2 separate regions of the Muntiacus reevesi genome follow, and region 2 is linked to region 1. Evidence: chromatin contacts called from public Hi-C data. All regions are on one chromosome and are shown on one strand. The core of a region is the stretch at or near the end of the contact, and the rest is flanking DNA. Distances in the headings are between cores, read along the strand shown. Region 1 holds the start of IWS1 (interacts with SUPT6H, CTD assembly factor 1). Region 2 holds the start of SAP130 (Sin3A associated protein 130).

Region 1 (2,700 bases), core at 61-2,560:
CTGACAACTATTTTGAAAACATGAGGAAAACGTTTAAAGCGAAACAGCAGAATATGTTTGGAAACGTGTTTGCAGTCACTGCTATTCGTCGTCATATATTAGAATCTATGTGAACGCAAAACAGAAAAGAAGGTAGTTATGCTTAGAAATTTATTTAAGCACTTCTGACAGACAATACTCACTGGAACTAGAACACAATAGGAAAGCAAAAGTAATGTTTTTATTCCCCATGAGGTTCTGCCTTATTCGTTTTGGGTTCCCCAGTGCCCAGCACTGCGTTAACAGAGTGGGGCCGCGTGTTTATAAACAGAAAAAGAAAGAACTTAAGGGAGGAGAAAGGGGAAAGATCTCAAGTTGAAGGAAAGGCACAAAAATCACTAGTAAGCCCCAGAGGTACACACCTTATTCTAAAATACGTATACAACTCAACTCCGATGTTTTCTTTAATGGGAGAAACTAGTTTGCAGGCGTAGTCAAACCAGTTTCAACTCCAAGTGAAAAGTCTAGGTAAGATCATGCACCCCCACTGAACAGCTAGCTCCCCGGGATTCTCGAAAATCACTCTCAACTGCTCAAACAAATTCCCTATCAAGAGAGGCCATTCCTAATACTTTGCACACAGTAAGCATTTGATATATACAAGGGGCTCCCAGTTCAGCAACATCCTTCGCCGATCTGAAAGACGGCTTTCCGTCCAGAATTCCCTCTCCAAGGTTCTAACTTCTGGGTCCGCAGCCGGGCTGCCAGCTCTCCCCGCTACGCCTCAGTCAACATCAGACTGAGTCCCGGGAGAGGTTTCTGGGGCTTCCTTCTCTTCCCCGCGGGAGTGCGTGGCCAAGCCCGATCGAGAAACCGCACCGCCCCCCAGCCCTGTCCCCTACGTCCCTGCCTCACCTGACTGGTCGCCGCTGTAATACTCCGAGTCCATCGCAGGCGGCTCTAGGCGGGGAGTGTCTGGGCCCCGCGCCGCCCCCGTCACTTCCTTGCCGGCGCTGTGACCACCGATAGCGCGGCCCGGGGCTCAGAGGCTCCCGCCCAACTGGAGCTTTGGGAGACTGCGGAGAGTAAGGCAGCAACGGCGGCAGACGCGCACACTTGGACCTACAAACGCCTGCAGAAAAGGCCGTACCCTGCTGGCGACCAAAGCGCGCGGGTCAGTGAGCTACTTCCCAGAAGCACCTCTGGGCCAAAATGGCGTCTGCCCCCACCCTCAAAAGAATGCAGTGCGCAGGCGCTGTCACATGACATCTGGCCAATGAGAAGACTCAACGGTATGACACACGGCATTGGCCGGAAAGGAAACTTGTGGGGAAATTGAGCGGGAGCCCCGACTGCAATTACAATCTTCTTGGAGGAATCTGGTCTGTTCCCCATGGAGATGAGTGTTACTTTATGGGTTCTCCGCCCGTGCTTTGTTTGAGTACCATCTGGAGTATTGTTCCGAAAAATGAAGACTCGCTAAAATTAAATTTTCCATCATACGGAAATTAACTATCGTTCCCATCAAGCAGCGACGCGCTTGATTCCCGCCCTTAGGACGGGAAGTGGCGCGTTTTCTTCTGGGACTTGTAGTTCGAAGCCTAGCGAGCTATGATGTGTTACTAAGTGACCTGATCAAAAGAGCCTCTTTTCAAGGCATTTTTCGTCCTTTCTTTTTAAAAAGTTACGACTTAATTTCCATCTTAAGAAACCATTTGGTTTACAATAGGAAGTACAGGTTTTTGCTTCCAGGAGGGTTCCCGGATGAAATCTTGCTGAAGTGAAACTGTTGAACTTCCCTTGAGCCCTACATGCTTGTGAGAAACAACAATGGTTGAGAAACTAGCATGTCAGAACGCGGACTTTAAAGAACCATCCCTCTTCCTATCTCTCAAGTAAAGGTTATTCTCCGCTCTTTTTCGTGAGACCTGTAAGACTTAGAGATGACCGCCTAGTTTACCCATGACAAGGCAGAAGACCTTTCCCCTTCCTTCTGAACCTGCTCAGATCTTGCAACTTTCTGTTCCTGACTTTGCCCCTCTAAAACTAGTGCTATGCTGTGCTTAGTCGCTCAGTCGTGTCTGACTCTTTGAGACTCCAGGCTCCCCTGTCCATGGGGATTCTCCAGACAAGAATACTGGAATGGGTTGCCATGCCCTCCTCTAGGGGATCTTCCCAGCCCAGGGATGGAACCCAGGTGTGCTAGCAGATTCTTTACCGTCTGAACCACCAGGGAAGCCCAAGAATACTAGAGTGGGTAGCCTATCCCTTCTCTAGGGGAACTTCATGACCCAGGAATTGAACAGAAGTCTCCTGCATTGCATGCAGATTTTTTTCCAGCTGAGCTACCAGGGAAGTCCCCAAATAACTAGATGCTGGAATAAACATTTTTCTGTTCTCGTTACTGTTTGAAACTTCTGACTGCAAATCAATCACAACTATAAAGCATCACACATTCCTTCCTAGGAAAGTCTCAGACAACCCCATGTCCCCTGTACTAGATACCCTGATCTTCATATCTGGTGTACTCTTCCTATTGCAATACCCTGACTAAAGTCGATTTTCTTGCTTTTTTTTGTCTTAAATGGAAAAGACAATATTACTGCCTTTAGATTGGAGGAAGTATAGGAAATATTCCCTAGGAGGTGTAGCCTTGCAGAAATAGGGCCTTTCGTTAGTTGGCAAAGCATACATCTTGGACTGGATTTCTAGGCATACCTA
Region 2 (2,825 bases), core at 141-2,640, 540 kb after region 1:
CAAAACTGTCATCAATGTGTCAAAGGAGGAATCGGAGGCAGATGCCCTGTCCTAAGAAACGATCAGAAGCCTTACATCAAGACCTGATCCAAAAGGAATTCTCATGTTTTTCTGCACAGGCCTTCAGTGACAGATTTCATCCCGCCCTTTCACAGACCGCCACCGAGCCAGAGGGAACGGAGACCTTCGCCACCTTCCCTAAAATCGACCCTCACTTTCCCCTCAGGAGCCAAGCTCTGCCGAAATCCTCCATACGCCCGCAGTCCTACCTCCACCCCGAACCCCACAGCTGAGGTCGGAGGACACGGGTCTCCAGACACATGGGGTCTCTAAGACTTCTCCGGGGAGGGGGTTAGGCATTCTGAGGAGCTCAGGACCAGTATGCCTCTTTACCTGCAGCCGCCGCCCGCCGCCCTCCCCTCCCTCCCGATTCCACCTCGCCAGGCTAAGAGGGCCGCGGAGGACCCATCTCGGTGGCGGCGCTGGGTTCCGAGGTCGCCGGGAGGGCTCGCGCCACAGCGCGCCTCGGACCCGCCGCTGTCCAGCTCCTCTGGCCCCGCTCACCCGGGCCACCCGGCCACCGCTCCGCTCCAGTCCTCTTCCCCCGAACCTGCCCCTACCTCCCCCGCCTGTCCATTGGCCCCACGCCGGGCGCGTCACTCCAGCGCCCGGACCAATCCACCGCGGTCTGCTAGCTCTGATCCCGCCCCACCCTCCCGCCGACTGCCAGCCAATCAGGCGCGAGCCTCACCGGGGCAGCCCAAAGCCCTCGAGGCTGAGCCAATAGCAGAGGAAGACAGGCGCTGCCGGCGAAAGGGGCGGGGAGCTAGGAGGCCCCGCCTCGGTCGGGGTCTGAAAGCGGCGGGCGCAGGGCCCGGATGTGGAGAGTCACTTTAAACTGCTCCAGGAGCCAAACTCCTTGGGCTGCCCGCCCGCCCGCGCTCCCCCGGCCTCTCAGCTTCCCCGCCAAGGCCCACGCCCGCCACGCCCCCACGCCCGGATCAGCCCAGCCCTCCCGACGCCTCTCCTTTCCTTGCCGCAGGACACCGGGCCTTTGCCGCCGGGCCAACTGCCGTGCTCAGCTCGCGAAAGAGCACAGGTCTACGCCGCAGGAGACGAGGCACCGCTGCCCTTCCCCGGGGACGCGCAGCGGGACGGACGCTGCAGCCCGGCTCGGCCGCCCCGCCCCCTCGTCTCCTCCCCTCCCCTTCGCTCCCGGGCGCCTGTCCCGCCATTACCTGAGTGCTGCGCCAAGTGGCCGCCGCGCCACTTCGAGCTTGCTTCCGTGCGCTCTCCGCCTGTGGAGCCGACGTCCTCGGGCTCCGGGACCTGCCGCCACCGCCGAGGCGCTAGCACTCTGTCCCCCACCCCTCAACCCAGCGCCACTGCTTCCGCCGCCGTAACGAGCCCCTCACCCATTGGCTGGATTAGGCCCCGCCCTCCTCCGAGGAAGCCAGTCACCGCGCAGTGTGAGCAGAGAGCGGACTGGCCAGCCCCTCGGGGCCGCTGAGGCCTCTGGGAAACGTAGTCCCTGATGCCTAGAGGGCGGGCCTGGGCGGGGCGTCCTGGCGACCCGACCCGGGTAGCACACCCCTTTGCTGTCTGAGTTGATTCTGCCTTTTCCGTGTGCCTAGTAGAAAGGTCCCACCCTTTTGCTTCAGCTGATGGCACCAGGTTTCATTTTCTCGAGGGAGGTGCCTCGCGGGAAAAGAGTAATGGAGGCCGACTACACTGGGCCGAAGGAGCTGCAGGCAGGGCCGAGGGGTTTTCTGACTGTAATTGGTGTTTGCACCGAGGCCATGGCCCGCGAAGCCTGAGCATCGTGGGAGGATGAGATGCACGAAACTGGAGCGACTCTGTTGGGTTTACGCTGGACTCCGCGTCGGGAGCTGCTCATCGGGCCGGACCCACCAGAGAGCTGAGCTGAGCACTCTCAGGTTAAAGCCGGCTCGGAGAGGCGAAGGACTCGAACACGTTGTACCTGCTTGGTTTTTCCAGATTGCGAAGAAGCGGAGGGAGTGGTGGTGGTTTGCTGTTTTGTTTAGAGTGGAGGGATGGCGTTTATATGGTTGTACAAGACTTGGTCAACACTGCCGAAGCAAAATCTGAGTCTGATAATGATGATGATGTCTCCCTCCTTCCTTCCCAGATGGTAATTTAGGTCTGGAGTTTTGTGTTAAGAAATAAAAAGGGCTCACATCCTTCTTCCTTTCATGTACAGCTATGTTCTTGCTAGGAAGAGCGTAGCTCGTGGCTACAAGAATGAACCTAAAATATCCCTCTCCTTCCTCAAGCCACTTTGGTTTCACACTCTCTTCCCTTCTCAAATTTCTTCTAAGAGTAACTGATGTGGTATACCTTAGCCTCCTCTCTCCTTAGGCAGTTGATTCTGCCTCTGCCGCTGCTTCCCAGGCTGCTCCCCCTAAGTTGCCAGTGACCCTCTCACCTCACCCAGTGGTCCTTACTTAGTTTTCAGCTTGTCTAGTTTCACCAACATTAGTTCCTCCTTAAAATATTCTTCCCTCTGGGGAAAGAATACTGAAGAATAGATACATGTGTATGTGTAACTGAATCATCTTGCTGTTCACTTGAGACTAACACAACATTGTAAATCAACTATCAACTCCTTTGGTCTCCAGAAACACACTATTTCCTGATGCTACTTCTGTCTCTATTAAGCTCCTTTATGCCTTGTCTTTCTCACATGTACCGCATTCTCCAAGGCTCCAGCCCTCTCTCAATGCTATGCCATCTTCCTGACCAGTTTAACGCACCCTTACAGCTTCAAATATCATTTTCAAAAATGACTCCGTTTCATTGGTGTG

The links. A called contact is a pair of places that touch in the nucleus more often than the background predicts.
Region 2: a Hi-C map of muscle shows a contact between it and region 1, with 8 times the contacts expected there. The contact joins the promoter of SAP130 here to the promoter of IWS1 in region 1. A contact is called at or near these places in 2 of 3 Hi-C or Micro-C datasets (blood and muscle).

Annotation. Positions count from the first base shown.
Region 1 is chr3:264,116,077-264,118,776 of mMunRee1.1, forward strand. It overlaps IWS1 (interacts with SUPT6H, CTD assembly factor 1), which reads right to left and starts at 1,311. Exons shown (of 15, transcript XM_065931964.1): 1 at 895-1,311. The coding sequence starts at 928.
Region 2 is chr3:264,652,527-264,655,351 of mMunRee1.1, forward strand. SAP130 (Sin3A associated protein 130) reads right to left here and starts at 1,391. Exons shown (of 21, transcript XM_065931989.1): 1 at 1,239-1,391.